4 separate regions of the Mus musculus genome follow, and regions 1, 2 and 3 are each linked to region 4. The links are chromatin contacts, called in public Hi-C maps. All regions are on one chromosome and are shown on one strand. The core of a region is the stretch at or near the end of the contact, and the rest is flanking DNA. Distances in the headings are between cores, read along the strand shown. Region 1 overlaps Kcnma1 (potassium large conductance calcium-activated channel, subfamily M, alpha member 1). Region 2 overlaps Kcnma1 (potassium large conductance calcium-activated channel, subfamily M, alpha member 1). Region 3 overlaps Kcnma1 (potassium large conductance calcium-activated channel, subfamily M, alpha member 1). Region 4 holds the start of 4930519K11Rik (RIKEN cDNA 4930519K11 gene).

Region 1 (2,700 bases), core at 159-2,658, 400 kb before region 4:
AGACAGGGAGGGGAGCACAGGCTGACTCTTAGTCTGGTGAGATGGTCTCCTTGGCCAGCCCTTCATATGCGTGTATTTTTACTCAGGGACTTTTGATGTGATTTCACAAATAACCTCATGACATCTTCTGCCATAATTGCTTAGAAGTTTTGAATGTTTGGGAGGAGCAAGGTGTTGGTGACATAAAGATACACACCATGATTTCCTGTTGGGATGGTTTATTTCAAAAGCAGGGCTGATACATAAGAGACAGTTAAGTGCCAACGTTTCCGAATTCACTGGGAATCTCCAGGCAGAATGTGTTGAGAATCCAAAGCTTTTGAAAGGCAAAATCACCCCTAAAAGCCACCTATGCCCTGTAACTTTAATCCACTCACAATAAAGCTATTCTTTTTCTTATACCATACTCAGTGAAGGAACCTTCCATAAAGGTGACATGCCTTGATATATTCTTTAATTAAATGTGACGAAGCAGCAAATGAGTAAACACTTGAAACGTTCAGTTTCTTCTTCCTGTCTCTCTGTCTCTGTCTCTCTCTGTCTCTGTTTGTACACACCTGTGCATTCTTTGCTGTGGAGGCCAGTGAGCACCGGGCTCTGCCTGCCCCCCACCCCCATACTGGGATTATAAACACACAATACCAGCTCCTTTTTTTTAAATGTGGGTTTATGGAGATCATTTTCAAGGCAAGCTTTTAAAAGATTTTGTGTTTGTTTGTTTTGTTTGTTTGTTTGTTTGTTTGTTTTGAAGGAGGAAGACAGCACTGATTGAGGAAGGGATTAAGCTCCACTCCAGTGTCAATGACATAGCAGCTACTAAAGAGTACTGTCTTTCTTTCTTTCTTTCTTTCTTTCTTTCTTTCTTTCTTTCTTTCTTTCTTTCTTTCTCTCTCTCTCTCTCTCTCTCTCTCCCTTCCTTCCTTCCTTCTTTCCTTCTTTCCTTCCTTCCTTCCTTCCTTCCTTCCTTCCTTCCTTCCTTCCTTCCTTTCTTTCTTTCTTTCTTTCTTTCTTTCTTCTTCTTCTTCTTTTTTTTTTTCCTGCCTGCCTTCCATGATCTCAAAGATACTGAATACTGCTCATAGAGGTATGTACTGTAATCCTGGCAATGCAATCCTTTCCCATAGCTCTCTCCAGCTGGAAGGAGAGTGAGGAATATAGTGTTGGTAAATGACTCCTTTTAATATGCTCTCCTGGTGCTCATAGCTTGCGCAGATCGTGATGACAGCCGTGATAAAGACTTGGACACACTGTGAACAAACAGGACGTAGTATCCACCTGTCAGTCTCACTGAGAGCAGAACACCCTCTGAGACCTGAGTTCCACCCCAGAACATAAAGATAAATATAGCCAGACTGGACAAAGCAGCCTACTCATTCAACAGATATCTCCAGCATTCTTTAGTGGCGGGCACTCCACTTGTTGGAAGGACACGACATTCAATGACACACAGTTGCTACTCCAGAACAATACACCATTCAAGAGTGACTTGTTTCGAAGTTGCACTAAATACATTTTTCTGGCTATAGACAAGCTATGAATCTCTCTGCACTTTAAAATCCTCACTTACATGTAAATACAACTCATTTGAGATGTTGAGAGAGATAAAATAGTAAATGTTAAATGCTGTGATCATGGCCAGCTTTGGTGATGCTATGTCCGCAATACCTACTGTGATCTCTAAGACTCCAACCTAAGTAATAAGCAGAGGTTTTTGGGATGAAAGGACCATCTCTGAGTGAGTTGAGATGGATTTTAAGTAATGAACAGACACTGATCTGAGAGAGAAGGTGGGTTGGGGCACAGGAGTGGAGAACTGAGTGTGGGCAGAGATTTGGGTATACAATAGGGCACAGAGCCTCACACTGTTGCAGAGCCTACTGGCTTGAATAACTGGCAAGAACCGAGGGTAGACAGAAGATAGTGAAGCACCTGTGTGCACATTAATGTGCCTGGTCTTCATCCTAGAGATAGCAGGAAGCCGACAGAAACTCAAATGTAGGGGAATGGCTAGTTTATCAAATTAAATCCCAGAAGAAAGAAGTAATTTTTATATTTTTTTATGTGTATAAATGTTTGCCTGCAAGTATGTATGTTTGTATGTATGTATGTATGTATGTATGTATGCATGCATGGATGGATGGATGCATGGATGGATGGATGCACATATACCAGGCACAAGCCAGATACCTAAGAAGATGAGAAGAAGGCATCAGATCCCAGAACTGGAGTTACAGAGAGTTGTGAGCCATGTAGATTCTAGGAACCAAAACCCAGGTCCTCTACAAGAGCATCCAGTACTATCGACCTCTGATCCATCTCTTTAACGCTAACCTATGCAAGTCCTAAGGTGAAATTCTCTGCTTCAGGACAGCTAAGGCCACCTTGAGGAATGGCTTTCTTCAGAGCCTTGCACTGTCAAAGTTTTTTAGAGACAGGCTCATAATACCAACAAAGTAGTTCTCTGAGCCACAATGGCCATCCAGGTCTATTTCTGTGGTCTTAACTGTCACAAAGAAAGGAAAGCACATGGCTTTTTGTCTTCTGAAAGAAGTTACCTTACCAAGAGGCTACTACAAAAGCAGTGTTTAAATGACAGTAGAAAAGCATTCGAGAGAGGCCTGCCTCTATACTTTGAACAGGGATATCTATACAGACAGACACATGCCTACAGTGGTAGGTATGATGCATGTGGTCAAACTT
Region 2 (2,700 bases), core at 199-2,698, 470 kb before region 4:
AGTCTCCCTTCTGGGGCAGAAGCAGGCTGCTGTCATCATAAGGAAATTTGACTCAGGGGAGAAACATTGGTCAGGAATGAGGCTCTCAACAGAGTCTGTAGGAAAATCACAGCCAGACCCTACATTAACCCCTCAAACGTTGCTAAAACTTAACTTGTCTAAAACAAAACCCTTCAAATATATATTAAAAAGAAACCAGAGAGAAGAGTAAATAAAATTTGTGTATCCTTCACCTAAATTGACATTTCCCCATGACTTCATCATCTCTGCAAGTATGTCTTATTTTCTTCAGTGTGATAATTCTTTCTGGTTGTATTTGTTTTGTTTGAGCCATTGTGTTGTGGACATCACCGCCCAACCTCTAATCACCGCGGCATTCTGCTCCGAAGAGCAGACACCATGCAGTAGAATCTGGACACATCTGTATATCAGAAAACGAACTGAATTCAGCAATGCGATCTAGCATACAATCCCAATTTAAATGCCAGTTGTCCTGAAGTTATATTTAATGGTGTTTCCATCACGTTCATCTTGCAGAAAAGAACTCTGTCTCCCACCTCCTGTTCTCCCATTCCCGGCCCTATGCAGCCTGTGGTGCTTTGAATAGGTATGGCCCCCATACATTCATGTGTTTGAATGCTTGGCCCAGAGGAAGCACTATTAGGAGGTGTGGCCTTGTTGAAGTGGGTGTGGTTTTGTTGGAGAAAGTGTGCCGCTGTAGGGGTGAGCTTTGAGATCTCATATGCTCCAGCTATGCCCAGTGTGGTACACAGTCACTTCTACTGCCTGTGGATCAAGACGTACAACTCTCAGCCCATTCACCAGCACCACATCTGCCCGCAGGCTGCCATGCTTCCCACCATGATGATAATGGACTGAACGTCTGAACTTTAAGGCAGCCCCAATTAAATGTTTTCCTCTATAAGGGTTACTGCCGTCAGAATATCTCTTCACAGCAACAGAAACCCTAAGACACAACCCCCGCAGAAGCTAATCCTTCTCTTTGGGTAATCCATCTATGGTAACACTGCCCTCTTTCTGCCTATTTCTTTCTCTTGGGTAATATATTATCTACTTTCTAATGGCTTAGAAGGTTAACAATGGTGACATCTGAGACTTTCACAGTATGTACGCAGTGCACCCACACACCATCATGCTGATGTTTGATGTATACTGACTAATTTCTCATAGGATCCTTCAAGATCATCTGGGGGAACTGGGAAACTGACAAGTTTAGTTCAGTAGGCCCCACAGTTGGAGATGGAAATGTGGCCATTTCAGCCACTTTCAGATCTATTACTGCACAGCCACAGTGTCATGTCAGTGGCATTGATGGCTGCTAGCTTTTGGATCCTGAGCATACCGCTAAAAGGGCAGGATGGAGGCTGTTGTTGCTCAGCCTGGGGAATTCGTAAGGGAGGCCTCCTAACAAAGGCTGCGATCATGTTTCCTGGGTGGAGCATGAGGAATGGAGCTTTCTCTGCTTGTATTTATATAACTGAAGAGAGGAATCCAAGTTCCCGGTTTGCCTGGCATTGATTCTGACAGTTCAGGACAAGAATGAGTAAACACTTCCAAAGTTGTGGGTGAAACTAGCCTTTTGAGGTGTGTGGGATGACATCCTCGGGGTTGGAAACCATATGCCAGCAAAACAGCAGACTGTCCATCCTGGGCATCTTGGTCCTCGCCAGGATCACCCACCATTTGTGGTCCCTGAGGACTGCTGGGGCTTTTTGATGTACTAAGTATTTGCTTGCGTCCTCCCCCTCTTCACTCTTTCTGCTAATGCAGGTGGTAGGTGAGAACACCACTGTCACTCACTATTGAGGAAACCGAGCATTAGGGGGTGTAGATAGCTTGCCTGGGAATCACAGCTACAAGTGGCAGGCCTCATCTAAGTAGCTTGGGAACACACTATAGGAAGCCTCAGGGATCCTCTTTTCCCTTACCCTGTAGTTTGCCCATCATCACTTCCTAACGACCAATCTCCCCACAGCTACTGACATGGGAGACCAAGGTGTCCACCAAGGACTTCCTTTACTAAATAATCCAGTGGAATTCAGCCAACATCAACATCAGCCAACAGAGAAGCCTGCCAGAGTTTTCAGGAACTTTGTGGAAGAGAGTTCTAATCCATCTCAGATACAATCCTTGAGAAGACCTCCAGAGAACAAACCCAAAAGAGATGAAGAGAGGAGCAGAATCTTAAGGAGGGAAGCTGACAGCCTGAGTGCAGATATGCCAAAAGTCTGTCACTCCCTCTGGGACCCAGTCACTCTGCCACTTGCCTAGACACAATTGAAATGGCTCACATCTAGAATGTTCTCAGAGAACATACGAATTGGCCATATCCGCCCACTTTGTGACCTGATACGGTTAGCTCCAGGGCTCTGGATGCTGTGGTATGAAGCTAGCACTCCCAAGCACAAGGCTGCTTGTGCTAACTCCTGACCTTCAAGCCTTTTCCAGACATCTCAATGAGTCACTCTGTGCTTCACCTCATATCAAGCGAAGTTCTCTGACAGAGAATGGAATTGCCAACTGAAAAAACAGAAGTTTGAGGCTTACCCTGTCTCATCAGCTATGTTACCACTAAACCTTGCTCCAGGCAAATTTCTCAATGGAAAATCAAAGCAGAGCAGCCCATTCCCCTGTCTCTCCCTTTCGAGCCCCCTAAGACGTGATCTGATATTGAAGAGA
Region 3 (2,754 bases), core at 70-2,569, 340 kb before region 4:
CCCAAAATTGTTTGCACAAGAGAATTCACACAGAAGGACCCTGCCCCTCAGTTGGTTGTGATTGGTAAATAAATATGCTGGCAGCCAATGGCTGGTCAGGGCAGACAGAGGTGGGACTTTTAGGATCCCCAGACTTGGGACAGAGAGGAAGGAGGAAGAAGGAGATCTGCCATGCCTGGAGAAGAAGAGGAGAGACACCATGCCTGACAAGAGTGGAGCCAGGAGAGCATGGCACAGTTGGGCAGCCCTCTGGGTCCAAGGCAGCCAAGGCAGAATGTTAAATGTAGTAAGTGATAACTTGGAATTATGAGAGGGAGGTGGATTAACCATGTGGAGGTTGGGAAGTGGCCCAACTACTGTGCTGCTTAAGGCATATCAAAATATAAAGGTTGTGTGTGTGTGTGTGTGTGTGTGTGTGTGTGTGTGTGTGTGTGTGTCTTTCATTTGGGAACATAAAGCATTGGGGTGGGTAGCATTATGTACCACCAGGATCTATTTAAATATTTAATTCAATAGCAGGGAACCTTTGAACCATAACCACTGCCCTCCTGGGGCTCAGAGACTAGAGTACAGGCACATAGAGATACCTGGCTCCACCAGTGAAACGTTATGTGGCCAGTGATTAATCTGGAAAAGGGCCATTAGCTTTGTGGACCATGGGGTCTGAAAGCTTTTCCCAAAAGAAAGATAGAAAAGATGTTTACACATTCCCTCCTGCCCCCAGAAAAAAATCATGTATTCCAATCCCTTCAAGTAGGCTGTGGAGGTATGATGAGCATACGGAGGTACCATACCCTCAACGAAAGACCTTAAGGGTTTGTAAAACCCGGTTTTCACCTCATAGGAATTTGGTCAGTGTCTCTAAGGGCAGGACCACACATTGGCATTTTCCTAGCTAGAAAAACTTGGAAGGTAGAAGCAAGAGGATCAAAAGTTCAAGATCAGCCTCAGCTGCACTGTGAGAGGGAGGCTAGCCTGTTCTAACTGAGATGTCTCAAAAAAACAAAATAGGATGAGGAGGGGGAGGAAATGGAAGAGAAGGAGGTATAGGAAGAGGATGAGAGAAGTAAAAAGGAAAAGAGAGAGGAGAAACCCACCCAAAAAATTCACCCAAGAAATTGCAATACGTGGTTACACATTTGGAAAAGGCATGAATACACGCACAGCAGCCAACAGGAGCAGGGTCAGTCACAAGACTGGGTTGGGCTGTCCAAAAGGATCAGCTCTCAATGTCTCTATAGCATGATGTTGGAGCAATGTTACCAGTTAGCTCAGATGATGAGAAGCCGAGCCTTGCTTCCCTATATACATGCCCACACTGTTCCTTGACATCATGACAACGACAATCTGGGCCTGGAGATTCAGACCAAAGTGAATGTTGGGACTGAGTCAGAACTTTGCAGTGAGTGGGCCATTTCCTGCCACCTGGATTTCAGCAGCCCAAGTTGTTAGAGCAGGCTGTTGTTCCCTGACTGCTGAGATCTTTCAAGCAAGCACAGTTCTGTCATCTCTTGCTTCTGGGAACCTCTGAAACCAGATACATAGTCTAATAAGACCATGCTCCGTCTTCAAATATCATGATAGATGGACAACTGCTCCCTGCCAACAGCCATGCAAGCATTAAGCATGGCCATGAAATTGTCAAGAGGAAAAGGTACGTGAGGGGGTCTAAAAGACTGTGGCCAGCTCCAGATTGTCTGGAGCAAAACATACATCACATGTAATGCCTTAGACTTTCCACAGAACTCTCTTTTGGCATTCTATCTGGAAAGCCCAAGCAGTAACAACACCTGCTGGTTCTAGAATCAGAAACCAGAGTAAGCTCAGTGGGAACACAGTGGTCCACTGAGAACAGGTTCATAAAAGGTCAGCTCAACGGCATCAAAACAGTGGGGATTCCCTCTCGACTCAACCCCTTTCCCAGGGCTATACGGATGAACTTCCAACAGAAATAGAATTCAAGTCATCGTAATCGCCCTGAATTGTCATCTAAAAAGCAAGAGATAAGGGCTAGGGAGATGGTTCCATGGTTAACGTATAAAAATGCTCTCCTAGAGAATTGAACTTGAGTTCCAAGCACTGACATCTGATAGTTCATAACCACCTGTAACTCTAGATCCAAAGGCTCTGGCATCCTCTTCTGGCCTCAGTTGTTACCATTACTCAAATGACATTCCTACATGTGCGCACACACACACACACTTAAAGATAAAATAAATTCTAAACAAAATCAAGATAATATTCATTCTCAAAATACTTTTAATTTAACCTAATACACTAAAAATATTTTATTTTAGCAATAATATTAAAATCTAAGGAGATACTAGAAATCACTCATGTATCCAATACTCTACTACACTTTAACTGTGTTATTCTACCTCATAATAATTGTCCCGTCACATGAAAAGTAGCTTTGCCCAAATGACACTAACAGGAAGCATAGTTTGTATTACTTTCATTTTCAGGACTGTGTTTGAATTAAAGTCAAATAAAAACAACTCAGTTGCTGTAGCATATTTCAAGTGCTCAACGGGCCCATGTTGCTATGGCTACCATATCCTGCAGTCTGATGGAGAATGTTTCATCATGGCTTACAGACAGTTTCCAGAGCCCATAAGTAAATAGAAAGGGTCCTGACTCCTTTATACCAGTCCAAGTGACCATGCTCTGAACAAGGATGCTCCTTCCTGTTGTCAGGCCAAAGAGCATGACCCAGGAACAGACCAAGTCCTAGCAACGTGAATTTGAGAAGAT
Region 4 (2,700 bases), core at 179-2,678:
CAACTCCTCACCCCTGGCGCACAATCCGAGGGCACAAGGAGAGGGGAGGGAAGGGCAAGCGGCGGGGACAAGGCTGGCAGGGACAGCAGGAGGCAAGACACAGTGCGGAGCTAAGAGGTGGGCTGCGGGGGACGCCGAGAAACGGCTGGGATGGCGCAGGGGCGGGCGCCCGGGGCGCGCGTTACCTTCGTCTTGCCCCCGCAGTGGCAGCAAACGGTCCACAGGTACTTGAGCGTCCGCCAGAGCAAGATGATGAAGAGGCCCCCGAAGAAAGTCACCATGGAGGAGGCCAAGAAAGCCCACCACATGCGTTGGCCCCGGCTGTCGCACGGCACCTCCATGGTCACCGGTATGATGAGCGCATCCATCTTGGGCTCGTGGACCGAGGACGAGGAGGAAGAGGAGGAGGAAGAAGAAGAAGAGGAGGAGGAAGAGGAGGAGGAGGACGCGTCTAGGCTGAGATGGTTCGCGTGGATATTGCTGCTCATTCTAAGACCGCTGCCTCCGCCGCCGCCGCCGCCGCCGCCGCTGCTGCCGCCGCCGCCGCCGCCACCGTTTGCCATAGCTAGCAATGGGCGGCAGGCGCAGGGGCTCGAGGGAGCTCCTCCCGCCGCCAGCGCCACCCCGAACACCCATCAACAGCCATGTTGCTGCTACTGCTGCCGCTGCCGCCGCCGCCGCGGAGCGCCGGGAGGGGGGCGGGGAGGCGCCTGGGCTCGGGGCGCTGTGCGCGACCTGGCAGGGTGTGCGGAGATATATACAGCCAAGCGCCGCCGCCCGCCCTCCCCCGGGCTGCCGGCCGGCCCGGGGGGGGGAGGGGATGAGGGAGGGTGGCTCCCACTCCCCGACCCCGGCCCCGATCGCCCCCGGGGCTGCGCGGAGCACCGAGAGCCCAGGGGGCGCCGCGGGCGGTCCGCGCCCGGGGTCTGTGCCTCCCGAAGCTCCGTGAGCGCGATCCCGCGTACCCTCGGCGCCGCCCGGCCCGCCTGGCGTGCGCCACGCGTGTGCGCTGCGCCCGGGCCCGGGGTCTCCCGCCCGTCCCCGCACAGCTCTCTCGGGTGATGAGGCGACAGCTCCTTAGGATCGGAGAATCCGCGCCCTCCCGACCGGGCGTGCCCGCGCCACCCTTCCTCCCCGGGGCTGCGCTCCGCTCCTGGATCGCCGCCTCCTGTGCTCGCGGGGCCGCGGCAGGTTGGTTGCGGCGGTCTGCCCTGCCTCCGCGGCCAGCTAGCCGATGCTCTGCGGGACCCCTTCGGGCCGGGTCTCTGTGACCCTGAGCTTCCTCGGCCTCCGCTCGCTTCTTCCTCCTTGCCTCCTCGGGCTCCTCCTCGTCCCCGTTCTCGCAGCCCGAGCCTCTTCGGCGCGCGCCCCGCGCGCCCCGCAGCCGCCAGCAGTGGCAGCTGCAGCAACTGGAGCGGGCGCGGGCTCAAACAGCCCGAAGCGGGAGGGGAGGAGGCTTACCGGGCTAACTCGCCTCGGCTTGGGGCTGTGTAGGGGCAGCAGGTCATTTGGCAGTGGTGGGGCATGCGGCCCCCCATCTTCCAGGATGTAGAGTATAGCGCCACCAGCCTAGAGGTAGGACTTTGCAGGTGTTGCGCCCCTCTAGGCTCAGCAGGGTACCAGAAGGGGAAACCACCAGGTGTCTGGGGTAGGCCGGTTTTCCCAAAGGGGCCCCTAATAGGGAGAGGAGTGGCTGGTTGTCAGCTAGATTCAGTGGACTTATTGCCCCTAGATTCTAAGGCTTGGAGACTAAGGAAGACCCTAGCCAGTACAGTACACCTGCTGACAGAGAGTTCACTCTTTCGTTTCCAAGATGCCACGTTGTGAGTTGCTGATGAACAACTGGGGCATCTGGAAGTCTGTTGGTAGTCTGTGACCTCTGACAGCTGCAGGTGGGTTTGTTGGTTGTTGTTGTTTGTTTGTTTGTTGTTTCCTTATTAAGCAAAGATGACAGCAGCCTGGTGGTTGGTGTGGAACAAACTGGGTAGAAAAGGAGGTTTCTTAAAGGGCTGCTTCCTAGTTCTTTAGACTCGTGTGGGAAGGGCAAATGGATGACGGGTACTCTGCATTCAGGCTTGCCTTTCTACATTTCTGGTCTCCCGTTTCTCCCCTTTAAAGGGAAGGAGTCCAGGATTGTTCAGCAGCCCCTGTCCCCCGCCCCACCCCCAGTCCCCCTATCGTTGCACACAGAAACTTCCTCCCTCTGGACACTTCTCCAGGCTGGCAGCTGGACCACAACTTTTTCCTGTGCTAATTAAAACCAAGATGATCACTCTCCCCTCACTGCCCACAGTGATTTCCCCAAAGTTTCCAGCTCATTAGTTATAGTCTAATTGGAATTCTCAGGTTCCTTTCAAGACTCTTCATATGGTAAACTGGCCCAAAGGAGCCTCCTTACCTGAACAAGCTGTCTCGACCTAAATCATTGGTCAGCCACACCCTGGCCCTAGGATACAGAGGGCCAAAGAAGGCCAAGCCTGGCAGACACTGAAAATATGTGAGTCTCAAATTGGTTGGTACATTCCTTGGGCTCAGTATACATATCCATTAGAAAAGACTTAAGGTCAAAATCACCTCCCCCATAAAATAGTACACAACAGAAGGCCAGCAAAATGGCTCTGCTGGTAAAGGTACTTGTCTCCAAACCTGACCCCCTGCGCCTGATCCCTGAAATTCACAGAGTCAAAGGAATAAGCTAAC

What was found. A called contact is a pair of places that touch in the nucleus more often than the background predicts.
Region 1: a Hi-C map of Sertoli cells shows a contact between it and region 4, with 4 times the contacts expected there. The contact joins the enhancer-like site here to the promoter of 4930519K11Rik in region 4. A contact is called at or near these places in 1 of 39 promoter capture datasets (neural stem cells), 7 of 484 Hi-C or Micro-C datasets (the N1E-115 cell line, Sertoli cells, cortical neurons and 4 more), 14 of 115 datasets of contacts at active chromatin or transcription factors (craniofacial prominence, embryonic basal ganglia, embryonic forebrain and 9 more) and 3 of 9 other capture datasets (adipose tissue, embryonic stem cells and liver).
Region 2: a contact with region 4 is called in a Hi-C map of cerebral cortex, with 2.3 times the contacts expected there. The contact joins the enhancer-like site here to the promoter of 4930519K11Rik in region 4. A contact is called at or near these places in 1 of 484 Hi-C or Micro-C datasets (cerebral cortex) and 9 of 115 datasets of contacts at active chromatin or transcription factors (SST interneurons, astrocytes, embryonic forebrain and 5 more).
Region 3: a contact with region 4 is called in a Hi-C map of cortical neurons, with 4 times the contacts expected there. The contact joins the enhancer-like site here to the promoter of 4930519K11Rik in region 4. A contact is called at or near these places in 1 of 39 promoter capture datasets (neural stem cells), 2 of 15 datasets of contacts at CTCF or cohesin (embryonic stem cells and stem cell-derived epiblast-like cells), 19 of 484 Hi-C or Micro-C datasets (the N1E-115 cell line, Sertoli cells, cortical neurons and 9 more), 20 of 115 datasets of contacts at active chromatin or transcription factors (the 230-238 cell line, SST interneurons, craniofacial prominence and 12 more) and 2 of 9 other capture datasets (embryonic stem cells and pancreatic islet).

The regions. Positions count from the first base shown.
Region 1 is chr14:23,604,598-23,607,297 of GRCm38.p6, forward strand. The region is part of intron 3 of Kcnma1 (potassium large conductance calcium-activated channel, subfamily M, alpha member 1); the gene reads right to left. It overlaps Gm51422 (a long non-coding RNA gene), which reads right to left. Exons shown (of 2, transcript XR_003951126.1): 2 at 1-2,700. Among named protein-coding and RNA genes, the nearest start is that of Gm51422, 44 kb to the right of the region's middle. Within about 2 kb of position 1,409, at least 6 of the 459 cell types and tissues checked have an H3K27ac peak or open chromatin away from gene starts, as enhancers often do. A contact at or near this core is called in Sertoli cells, where this site is marked.
Region 2 is chr14:23,530,368-23,533,067 of GRCm38.p6, forward strand. The region is part of intron 6 of Kcnma1 (potassium large conductance calcium-activated channel, subfamily M, alpha member 1); the gene reads right to left. Among named protein-coding and RNA genes, the nearest start is that of 5430425E15Rik, 21 kb to the left of the region's middle. Within about 2 kb of position 1,449, at least 9 of the 459 cell types and tissues checked have an H3K27ac peak or open chromatin away from gene starts, as enhancers often do. A contact at or near this core is called in cerebral cortex, where this site is marked.
Region 3 is chr14:23,665,267-23,668,020 of GRCm38.p6, forward strand. All of the region lies in intron 2 of Kcnma1 (potassium large conductance calcium-activated channel, subfamily M, alpha member 1), which reads right to left. Among named protein-coding and RNA genes, the nearest start is that of Gm51422, 17 kb to the left of the region's middle. Within about 2 kb of position 1,320, at least 3 of the 459 cell types and tissues checked have an H3K27ac peak or open chromatin away from gene starts, as enhancers often do. A contact at or near this core is called in cortical neurons, where this site is marked.
Region 4 is chr14:24,003,563-24,006,262 of GRCm38.p6, forward strand. 4930519K11Rik (RIKEN cDNA 4930519K11 gene) reads left to right here and starts at 1,429. Exons shown (of 3, transcript NR_131107.1): 1 at 1,429-1,575; 2 at 1,733-1,892; 3 at 2,119-2,275. Kcnma1 (potassium large conductance calcium-activated channel, subfamily M, alpha member 1) reads right to left here and starts at 643. Exons shown (of 28, transcript NM_001253364.1): 1 at 186-643. The coding sequence starts at 563.